Linked DNA regions of Sus scrofa: region 1 is linked to region 2. Evidence: chromatin contacts called from public Hi-C data. All regions are on one chromosome and are shown on one strand. Each heading gives the region's core, a stretch centred on a gene start, on an enhancer-like site or on the middle of the called end of the contact. The rest is flanking DNA. Distances are from core to core; before and after follow the strand shown.

Evidence for each region. Hi-C and Micro-C count contacts between places; a contact is called where the count stands out from the background.
Region 1: a Hi-C map of heart right ventricle shows a contact between it and region 2, with 2.1 times the contacts expected there. The contact joins the promoter of BARD1 here to the enhancer-like site in region 2. A contact is called at or near these places in 3 of 47 Hi-C or Micro-C datasets (embryonic fibroblasts, fetal heart ventricle and heart right ventricle) and 1 of 2 datasets of contacts at active chromatin or transcription factors (skeletal muscle).

The regions. Positions count from the first base shown.
Region 1 is chr15:117,132,203-117,137,283 of Sscrofa11.1, forward strand. BARD1 (BRCA1-associated RING domain protein 1) reads right to left here and starts at 3,687. Exons shown (of 11, transcript XM_021075146.1): 1 at 3,390-3,687. The coding sequence starts at 3,532.
Region 2 is chr15:116,846,205-116,851,161 of Sscrofa11.1, forward strand. The region is part of intron 2 of VWC2L (von Willebrand factor C domain-containing protein 2-like); the gene reads left to right. Among named protein-coding and RNA genes, the nearest start is that of VWC2L, 84 kb to the left of the region's middle. Within about 2 kb of position 1,962, at least 3 of the 83 cell types and tissues checked have an H3K27ac peak or open chromatin away from gene starts, as enhancers often do.

The DNA of each region.
Region 1 (5,081 bases), core at 2,437-4,936, 290 kb after region 2:
AGATTTGAAGCCAGGGTCCAAAATCCATTCTCTTAACCACTAAGCTATACGGCCTCAAAATATAAGCGAAAACAATACAAATTATCTTTACTAGAACAAGGGGTAATTTAGAAAACTATCACCTATCTTTAAAAAAATCACAAAATTACTTTTTAATTTTTACCTAAAGATGATTAAAAAGTCAATAGAACAAGGACCTACTGTACAGCACAGAGAACTATATTCAATGTCCTATAATAAACCAAATGGAAAGGAATATGAAAGAGTATGAATACATGGATAATTCAATAACTTTCCCGAACACCAGAAACTAACTTAAGACTGTAAGTCAAACTATACTTCAATTAAGTCATTAGAACTCTGAACCACAACTGCAGTAAAAGCCAAAGCCCCCACCCCCAAAATATATTAAGAGGTACTTCATTATCTTAATTCACAAAATAGCGTCATAAGACACCCGAGCTTTTAATTCCAGCTCCTACTTCCTGCTTCCTTTAGAAACACATTATTCGCAGGCTTTCTGTAAGCCTCTCAAAAGATATGGTCTTCCTGTCTCATTTTTCCAAATCTTTAAATAGCTTCTATCTTGTTGGGAGGCTTGGACCTAAAACGAATGTCACATCTGCCCTGTGGAACAATTTCATCAGCTTCACCTTGGAGTCACACTTATGTTAAAGGTCAAGAAAGGATGTCCTTAATGGAGCCAATCCACCCTCACCCACAAGTGATGCTTGCTGCAAAACAAATCCAATGTGCTACACAGGACAGGTGACAGCTGGGAGCACAAGATGAATGACAGATGCAAGCTGAATGTGAGGGTAATTGGGGTAATCGCTAGCCCACTGGGTAAAACTTTGGAGCTCTGGAAAAAGGACATACTGACACACAATTTCAAATAATATAATGTTTCTCTAAATGATGGGTAGCAACATTCAAAGCAGACCATCGAGCAATGATGTCAGGCAGCTATTAGGCAAAGCACAGGCAGAAAGAACAGGGTTTTTCCCCCATGGGTAAAAATCAACTAGTCAAGCTTTACTCACTACAGACAATGGCAAATATACAGTGGCAGGGAGAGGAACATTAATCGTTTCTAAATACTAAACCCCATGTGATGTAAAATGTTACACCAAAAAAAGGGTTTTTAACCTTAAGACATTGTACCTGTTAAAACAGTTGGGCAAACTACTGACTATGCACCAAATCAAGCCAGTTGACTGTTTTTGTATATCCCTTGAGCCAAGAATTATTTTTACATTTTAAGGGTTGTTTTAAAAAAAAAACAAAAAAAAAACAAAAAACAAGGACACCGTTTGCAAGCAGCAAAGCTTAAAATATTTACCATTCAACCCTTAAGAAAAAAAGTTTGCAGAGCCCTATGTTAAAATGTGCAACCAAAGAAACAGCTGAGATTTAATCAGTGGTTAACATACTCATTAAAGAAAAAAAAAAAAATCACTGGAGTTCAACATCATTAACCAGCCAACAGGATGAGGTGTATGAAAAGTCTGAACCTAGTTACTGATGCCTACTTTCAGTTCTTTGGCTCTTATTGTCTGCTCACTTCAGTAGAAAACTGGAAAAATACTGGTAAGCGATAAAAGTTAAACTGGATTTATTAGATTTCCAGACAACCTAGATTATTTCTATAGATTATCTCTTTTGTCTCCCCCAAACCATTCAGCAAGCAGATTTCCATTTTTGTATTTTTATAAGACCCCTGTAATTAATCATTTATTCTAGGACAATCACTACACTGAACACTTTACATGTATGATTTCATTTAGTTTCTTCTCTCCCACTGAATGTTAGTTTCAAAAGGGCTGACATTTTTTATCTGCTTTGTTTACTAATGAATCTCCAATGCCTAGAATAGGGATTCAATAATTTTTTTTAATTATTAATGAAACTTCACAGGAGGATGAACTGAGCACTATTATCACTCAGATAAGGAAACTGAGGCACAGATAGGATGAATGACTGGGTCCATTCAACAGTGTCAAAAGCTGGAACCTGACCCCAGGCAGTCTGACTCTTAGAGTCTAGACCAAGCATCCTGCTGCTGTCCTAGTGCCTCCCATGCAGAAATGTGCTTAACTATTAAGGTGTGATTACAGTAACTAGCAGAGCCAGTTTTAAATTTCTTATTCTCAAGTGGATGACCCCTATGCAATGGGAAAACACAACTCAGAATAACTTCACGCACAAGTGCCGTTTTTCTAAGGAGTGTAATGATGACATTTTGTCACAGGTTTTAAAGTTTTTGTAACATAAAATATAAGCACAAAACTCTGTGTTAAGTCCTTTTCATTTTTAAAGAAAAAGCTATGTTTACTTATGCTTTATGTTTAAGTTCTGTAAGTCAGAAATGGGGTGGGGGGAGTGGAGGGATGGGATCAAAAGAAAGTCCAAAAAAAGAAATATGATAGAACAGCTACAAGCAGAAAGGAAACCTGCCAGAGTGGTACCGATGCAGAAATACTGAGCTGGGCACACAGCAGGTGCTCAATAAATGCTCTTGGAAGAAATGAAAAGTGAGATGAGCCCTTCTTGGGTTTTATAAACCTTCTTGATTTCTATACTAGAAAGAGCTACAGGAGGAGAAGCAAGGCATACCAGTCACGAAAATGATATCTTCAGATGGAATGAAAACCATGAACTGAAAGGATTCCCATGGTGTAACAGCATGAAGGGAAACAAGCAAAAAATAATATAGCATCTCTAAGAGTTGGAACTCCAAGCCATACGGTCTTCAATCAAATCAAGAGAATGTGAAATTGAATGAGAAATTGTTGGTGTCTATCACATTGCTATCATCAATCTACCCCCAACAAGGGTCCCCCCCGCACACTCTCCCCCCTCCCCAAATGCGGCTGCGACAGAGGAAAAGGTCAAAGGGGCTAGTTCGGCAAAGAGTGACAGCTGCTTCAAATTTATTGGGCCTCCTCACCCTTAACAGCCCTCGGCCTAACATTCTGGAATTACCGTGATCACAAGAATCAAGGGCCCTGTGAGCCTGCAGATGCCTCAGCCCTACACAGAAGAGCCTTCCAGCCTACTCTGGAGGTGGGATCAGGGATCCGATTTTTAGCCACACCTCTGAATGATTCGTAAGCGCGCTAAAGTTCAAAAACTACCGTGTTTGCTGAGTTTGGTGCAAAAAAAGGCTAGAAAGCCACCCAGAAAGAATGTGAATGGGGCCCAGAATGGGGATAACCAAAATCATTCCCCTGGGCAGATACTTATTCTGCTCGCCAGCCCAACTGCGGGACGAGAGTGAACGGAACAAACCGGAGTTTGAAAAGATCCCCGCACCCCCCCACCAAGACGGAGACAACCCCAGCCCCGCCGCGGCCCTCCCGGCAGCCCCCTAGAGGGTCGGTCTTTACCAACGCGAGCAGCGCAGCAGCTTCTCCAGCCGGGCGAGCGCGGCGCGGCTGTGGGCCCAGGCCCCGCGACCCGCCGGCTCCATGGAGGGCGCGGGATGAGGCTCGTTCCCGGAGCGGACCCTCGGCAGCCGGTTCCCCGGCATCGCCCCGCCCTAGGGGGAAAGGCTCCTTGGAAAGCCGAAGGCAGGGCTGACTCTAGCAATCACCGAGACTCCGCAAGCGGGCGACCCCACCCCAGGGCCCGACAGTTCCCGCGTTTCTGCCGGCGGGACGCCTAGGGGGCGGGGCGCGCGGAGTAGGGGGGCAGGGCCGAAACGCGCCAAAAGTGCCGGCGCGCGGGCCCGGGTGGGGCGGGGCCTCGGGCGGGGCGGGGCGGGGCGGGGCGGGGCCGCCGTAGGGCCCCTGCTGTCGGCTTGAAGGGGGGCGGGGCCGGAGCCTTTTCCGGGAGGGAGAAAAGCGAGCGCTTGGGTCAGTCTTTGCTTTCCTAGAGCAAGGATTTGAGAGACTCTTAGCCGAATTTAATCAAAGGAAAATCACAAACCGAGAAAGTTAGTTGAGCGTTTTCTAAAAGAAGTCCTGTTTCGACTACTGTTGAGGTTGGAAAAGCTTTGCTCGTGACACCGAAGATGCCATTCTTAACTCCTAAGAAGTAACTTTCTACTCCCAACCCAGGCTTTTCACTGACCTCCATATACACAGATAAAACCTAATACACGCCCCTTCACCTTCTTCAGCCAATTCACTGTCAATCCTTGCATTTTTATCCCAACTTACTCTCAAGTCTCCCTACTTCTCTGAACTCTGAACAGGTCCACTTACCTGATTTTGACCTGGGTTGTTCCCATAGCTTTCTAACTGGTATCCCGGTGTCAACTCAATTCCCTCCAATCCTTAAGCTACACTACAGCTATCGAAAACATTTCCACATAAACACATGGCCAATAGAAGCGGAACTATTACTAAAGATATGATAGGGGTTTTGTTGTTGTTGTTTTGTTTCTTTTGTCTTTTTGCCTTTTCTAGGGTCGCTCTGGAGACATATGGAGATTCCCAGGCTAGGGGTCTAATCCGAGCTGTGGCAACCGGCCTACGCCAGAGCCACAGCAACGTGGGATCTGAGCCGCGTCTGCAACCTACACCACAGCTCACAGCAATGCCAGATCCTTAACCCACTGAGCAAGGCCAGGGATCGAACCTGCAACCTTATGGTTCCTAGTCGGATTCGTTAACCACTGCGCCACGACGGGAATTCCATAATAGGGTATTTTAACAGACCTATTATGATAGCATGGGAAACTAACCAAATATGTATAAATATATATATGTGTATAAATATACATATATTTAAACTCAGAGGTAGCCAAAATGTTAATCCTTGATTTTTAACCATGTTCAGGCATTGCTTACTCTTTGCAGAGAACTCAAACTCTAGAAAACTTAGATGAACTTGGAGAGATGCTTTGGTATTTAATGGAGTTAGCTGGAGATTTCAGAAGTCAAGCAGTCCTACTCTAATCCCACTTCCTTCACTAAATAATTATGTAGTTTAAATCAAGTCTTAAGTTCTCTGAGCATTTATTTCCTTATCTGCAAAACGGGGATAATAGTGTTTATCCTGTAGATCTGTGGAATTATTAAATGAGATATGTGTAAAATCACCTGCATTAAGTACTCAAAATTAATATGAAGATG
Region 2 (4,957 bases), core at 712-3,211:
AGAAGAAGCTTTGCCAGACTTACCCACTGGGCCTTAATAGTTGATATTACTATAACCCAATATTTCATAAACCTGTATGTGTATAGCTATCATATGCATTTGTTAGTGTCACCAAATAGGATGGTAACACTTGAGCAAACTTATGACCCAGCATTTTCTCCCTTCTGCATTAGTTATCCTTGAGAAGTCAGTTGAAAGCTTTCTGGCTGCCTTCATATCTAGGCATCTGGCTCCAAGCGTAAAAACAACCTGCAAATTATCTTCATGTCAAGTTGTATCCTCTGAACTCCAGCAAGTTTTCATCTGGATTTCATTGTAATATGTCAAAGATATGTTTAGGATTTAAATTTTCAGAATATTAGATTGCCAGTTTTCTAGGTTGACTAGTCCTGAATCCATTCTGGGCTGTAGGAGAAGTAGGAGGAACACTGCCTAGTGCCCACAATAATTTCAAGGGCCAATGAAAATATTTTATTATTTTTTTCCAATTGGACAATGAAATTAAGTCAGGCTGAAGAAAAAAATTTTAATATGTAACATTAATATATTCATACATATACTAATGCAGTAATAAAATACAATTTTAAGTATTTTTTTATGGAGGAAGAGAACCATGAAGGCAAAAATGCCTAGAGCTCATGAAAGTCATAATGTGGCCCAAGATTTATTAGGCTAATCATTCTCGAAATTTAGAAGGTATTAGAATTTCCTGTGATCTTTCTTTTATGGATTTTCAGACACAATAGCAGCAGACCTGCTAAGCAAGGCTAGAATAAATCTTAAGAATCTGCATTCTTAATGAGCAATTTAGATAACTCTCCTACACATTGAATTAGAGGATTACTAAAGAAGAAGAGCTAGAAATGATGAAAGTTTTTATCCCTAAGGAACAGAGCTGAAGGATGGGACAAATAAGGTACGATTATGTTTCTATTTGTTATAACTTCTCCCCCAAGTGACTTGTTTTTACCATTTACATATGGTAAGTATTACGCTATTGGCTCCATGATTAGCAGCTACCTGGCAGTCCCTTAAAATTCTATCTGTAGGTATATTATCCTTAAAAAAAAAAAAAAAAAAAAAAAACAAGAGTACAATGTATTGACTACAAGAAAACCACTTAAATTGTACACTGGCAAGAGAGATATATCAGATTATCCTTGAAAACAGCTGAGATTCCAATAGATTATACAAATTGTTGGTGGGTCTCTGTACAAATGGGATCAGTTGGCTAGATGATTGAAACACTAAGCAAAAACTAAAGAGAAAAAAAACATACATTTCAAATAAGAAGACAGAAAGATTCTTTGTTGTTAATTTTAAATAGCTTTAGATGATTCTCTTAAAGAAGGGTGAAATTAAGATACATGAGGCAAAGAAAAAAAGAAGAGATAATTGGGTTGAAATGACTGGTGTGCCAACTAGCCACCTGTGACCCTTGCACTCCTTGGATGTAACAAAGGTCCTGCAAGAATGGGTTGCTTTCCTCAAAGAAGTATTTAGGGTCTCCATCTGATTGCTCACTTGTGATATCATGTGTAACAGCAGCCCATGTAGCTCATGTTTTAGGGACCTGAAATTTATTAAGTCAACTAGATTGCTCGCAAAAGTCAGCTTCCAGCCAAGCTGATTATACACAGGCCAGTAAATTATTCTTTAATTAAGAATTGAGTAACCACCGAAGAATTCATCAGGGGGAAGGGCCTGAACAAAGCTAGAAGTCTTACCCCATTATAAATAGCAACATCTTCCCTAAGAGAGACCATGATGTGAGACACAGCATGAACTGGAGTTACTGGTTATTCCCTCCAAGTCCTGGAAAATACAATCCAGTGTTTCATGATTACCAAGTGCCTCATGACATTTATTGTTTTATCTTTACAACAAGCCTGTTGGGCAGCCTGGGGATGTGATTCCTACTTTACACAGGAGGAGACAATCAGAGAGAGATTAAGTAACTCACCCAATGTTCCAGAATGAAAGATAGACAAGTCCAGTTTCAAGCTCTGAATTTCTAGTGCATCCTTGAGCTCATCGCCTTGCTCGCCTAAAATCCTAAAATAGATTTGACTGGTCTGAACATTTTTAAAGATATTATAATTAGTGAAATTAAAGATGTCTTGATGGACTTGAATGCTATTTCTTGTCAACCCCCACCACCCCCCCAGCTATGTTCTGTGAATTTTCTTTTCTCAAGGACAGTGTTGATTTAATTGGCAAGAATCATGTTCTCATTTCCTATTTCAGCTACCACAGTACTCCAGCCATATGCACAGTGACCATCTGGAAAAATCCGTTCCTAACTCCAGGGAGTATTGCTTCGGTTTGCCCTGAAACTGTTTACCCACTGGCAATGCTCTTCATTTTCAGAATCAATGTGATTTCTACTTGGGTTTACTTGAGATTCTGCCTAATAACCAAAACAAACAGTAGTGCATAAGCCTCCACAGAGAATCTGCACACATATTTAGAGAATACTCCCCCAGTGCTACTCTATAATTTGTTCCTTTTTTTGAAGTTTTTGTTTGTTATAAAGAGATGTTGAATGCAGCTTTTGTTCAATGTATTCATGACTACAAGTCTTTTTCTTTTTTCAGACTAAGAAATACTCAAAGGTATAATCAGGTCCTTCCATAGTATTTAATTAGCCGTAATTAAAAGACATCTACACAAAGCACAGTGTTTTCAAAGCCTTTTCTTTGGTTATGTTTCTAATGAATTAAGAAATTAATTAGCATTGTGAGTCACAATAGAAACCGTCAATGAGAAAATCTTAACTGTCCTAAAAAACTATCATTTTTTGAGACCATGTTCTGTCACTGTATTAAATTCAGTGACATTCCCAATCACTAATTTTTTGTAAAAAATAGCGTAAGAATGAAGGGAGAAGGAAGGCAGAAAAAGGTATATACCCATATTCTAGTAAGGTTGTTTAAAATGATAAAATTTCTGAGCTGTAATCTTATGTTTTGGAGGTTATTTTAAATTTTCAAATTTCTTAGTGATAGTGGTGAGGGGAGATAGAGAATAGCAAGAGGTGCTGAAAAGAAGATGACTTATTTTCATATCGAGCAATCTGACTCCACTGCTTAATAATATATATGGAAATATTATACATATCATTAATTCTAATAACAACAATAAGGTCTCATGAAGGGCAACTTAATAAACAATTTGGAAAATATTACCTCATGCTTCCACCTTTAGTCTTTCACAAGACTATTTTCTATGGACATGCATAAATTTATCCTCCCACTTTAAATGATATATAATCATTTACATTTGGCCAAAAAATAGAAATCATTTGTAACAAGTATGATAAATTAAAGATGTATGTGCTTAACATCTGAAAAGCTTATACAAATCTGTAAGATAATACAAAAATATCAATAAAGGCAAGCAAGGGGCATGAACAGAATCACATACAAAGAATATTGATAGCTAATAAACATAAAGCAGATCAATTTTACTAGTAACCAAAGAAATATAAATCAAATTAAATAACCCTCAGCAAGAATATACGATGGAGAAAAGACAGTCTCTTCAATAAGTGGTGCTGGGAAAATGGATAGCTACATATAAAAGAATGAAATTAGAATATTCTCTAATACCAAATATAAAAACAAACTCAAAATGAGCCAAAGTCCTAAATATAAGGCCAGATACCACAAAACTCCTAGAGGAAAAACATAGGCAGAACATTCTGACATATATCATAGCATTTTTTTTTAAATCTGTTTCCTAATACAAAGGAAATAAAAACAAAACTAAACAAGGGTTCCTTCTGTAGTACAGTGAGTTAAGGATCCAGCATTGCCTCAGCATGGTATAGCTTGCAGCTGCAGCTTAGATCTGATCTCTGGCCGGAAACTTTCATATGCTGCCACAGATGCAGCCAAAAAAAAAAAAAAAAAAAAAAAAAAGGCAAAAATAAACAAATGGGAACCAATTAAAATGCTTTTGTACAACAAAGGAAACCACTGACAAATCAAAAAGACAACCTACTGAATGGGAGAAAATATTTGCAAATGCTGTGACCAATAAGGAGTTCACATCCAACACATATAAACAGTGCATCCAACAAAACAAAACAAAATAAAACAAAGAGGCTGATTAAAAAATGGGCAGAAAATCTGAAGAGGCATTTTCCAAAGAGGAAATACAGATGGCCAACAGGCACATGAAAAGATGCTCAACATCACTAAACATCAGGGAAATTCAAATCAAAACTACAAGGAGATATCATTTCACACCTGTCAGAAAGGAAATCATCAAAAAGAACACAAAAACAAATGTTGGCTAAGATGTGGAGAAAAGGGAAACCTCCTACATGGTTGGTGGGAATGTCAACTAGTGTGGTCACTATGGAAAACAGTACAGAAGTGTCTCAAAAAACCAAAAATAGAACTACCATATGACACAGCAATTTCATTCTTGGATATATATCTGGAAAAAAACAAAACAGAAAACAAAACAAGAGCACTAATTTGAAACACTAATACATGCACCCCAATGTTCCTAGCAGAAATATTTACAATTGCCAAAATTTGGAAGCAACCTAAGTGTCCATTTATAGATAAATGGATAAATAAGATGTAGTATACATATGCAAAGAAATACTACTCAGCCATAAAAAAGAATGAAATTTTGTCATTTGCAGCAACATGGATGGACTTGGAGGGCATTATGCTAAATGAAATAAGTCAGACAGAAAAGGATAAATACTTCTATGACATCATTTACATGTGAAAATTTTAAAAAATACAACAAACTAGCAAAAATAAAAAAGACTCAGATATAAAGAACAAACTAGTATTTACTGCTGGGGAGAGGAAAAGGTGGAGGGGTAACATCAAGGTAGGGAATAACTGTTAGGTTTAAAATAAGCTACAAGGATATACTGTACAATACAGGGAATATAACCAATATTTTATAATAACTATAAATGGAACATAAC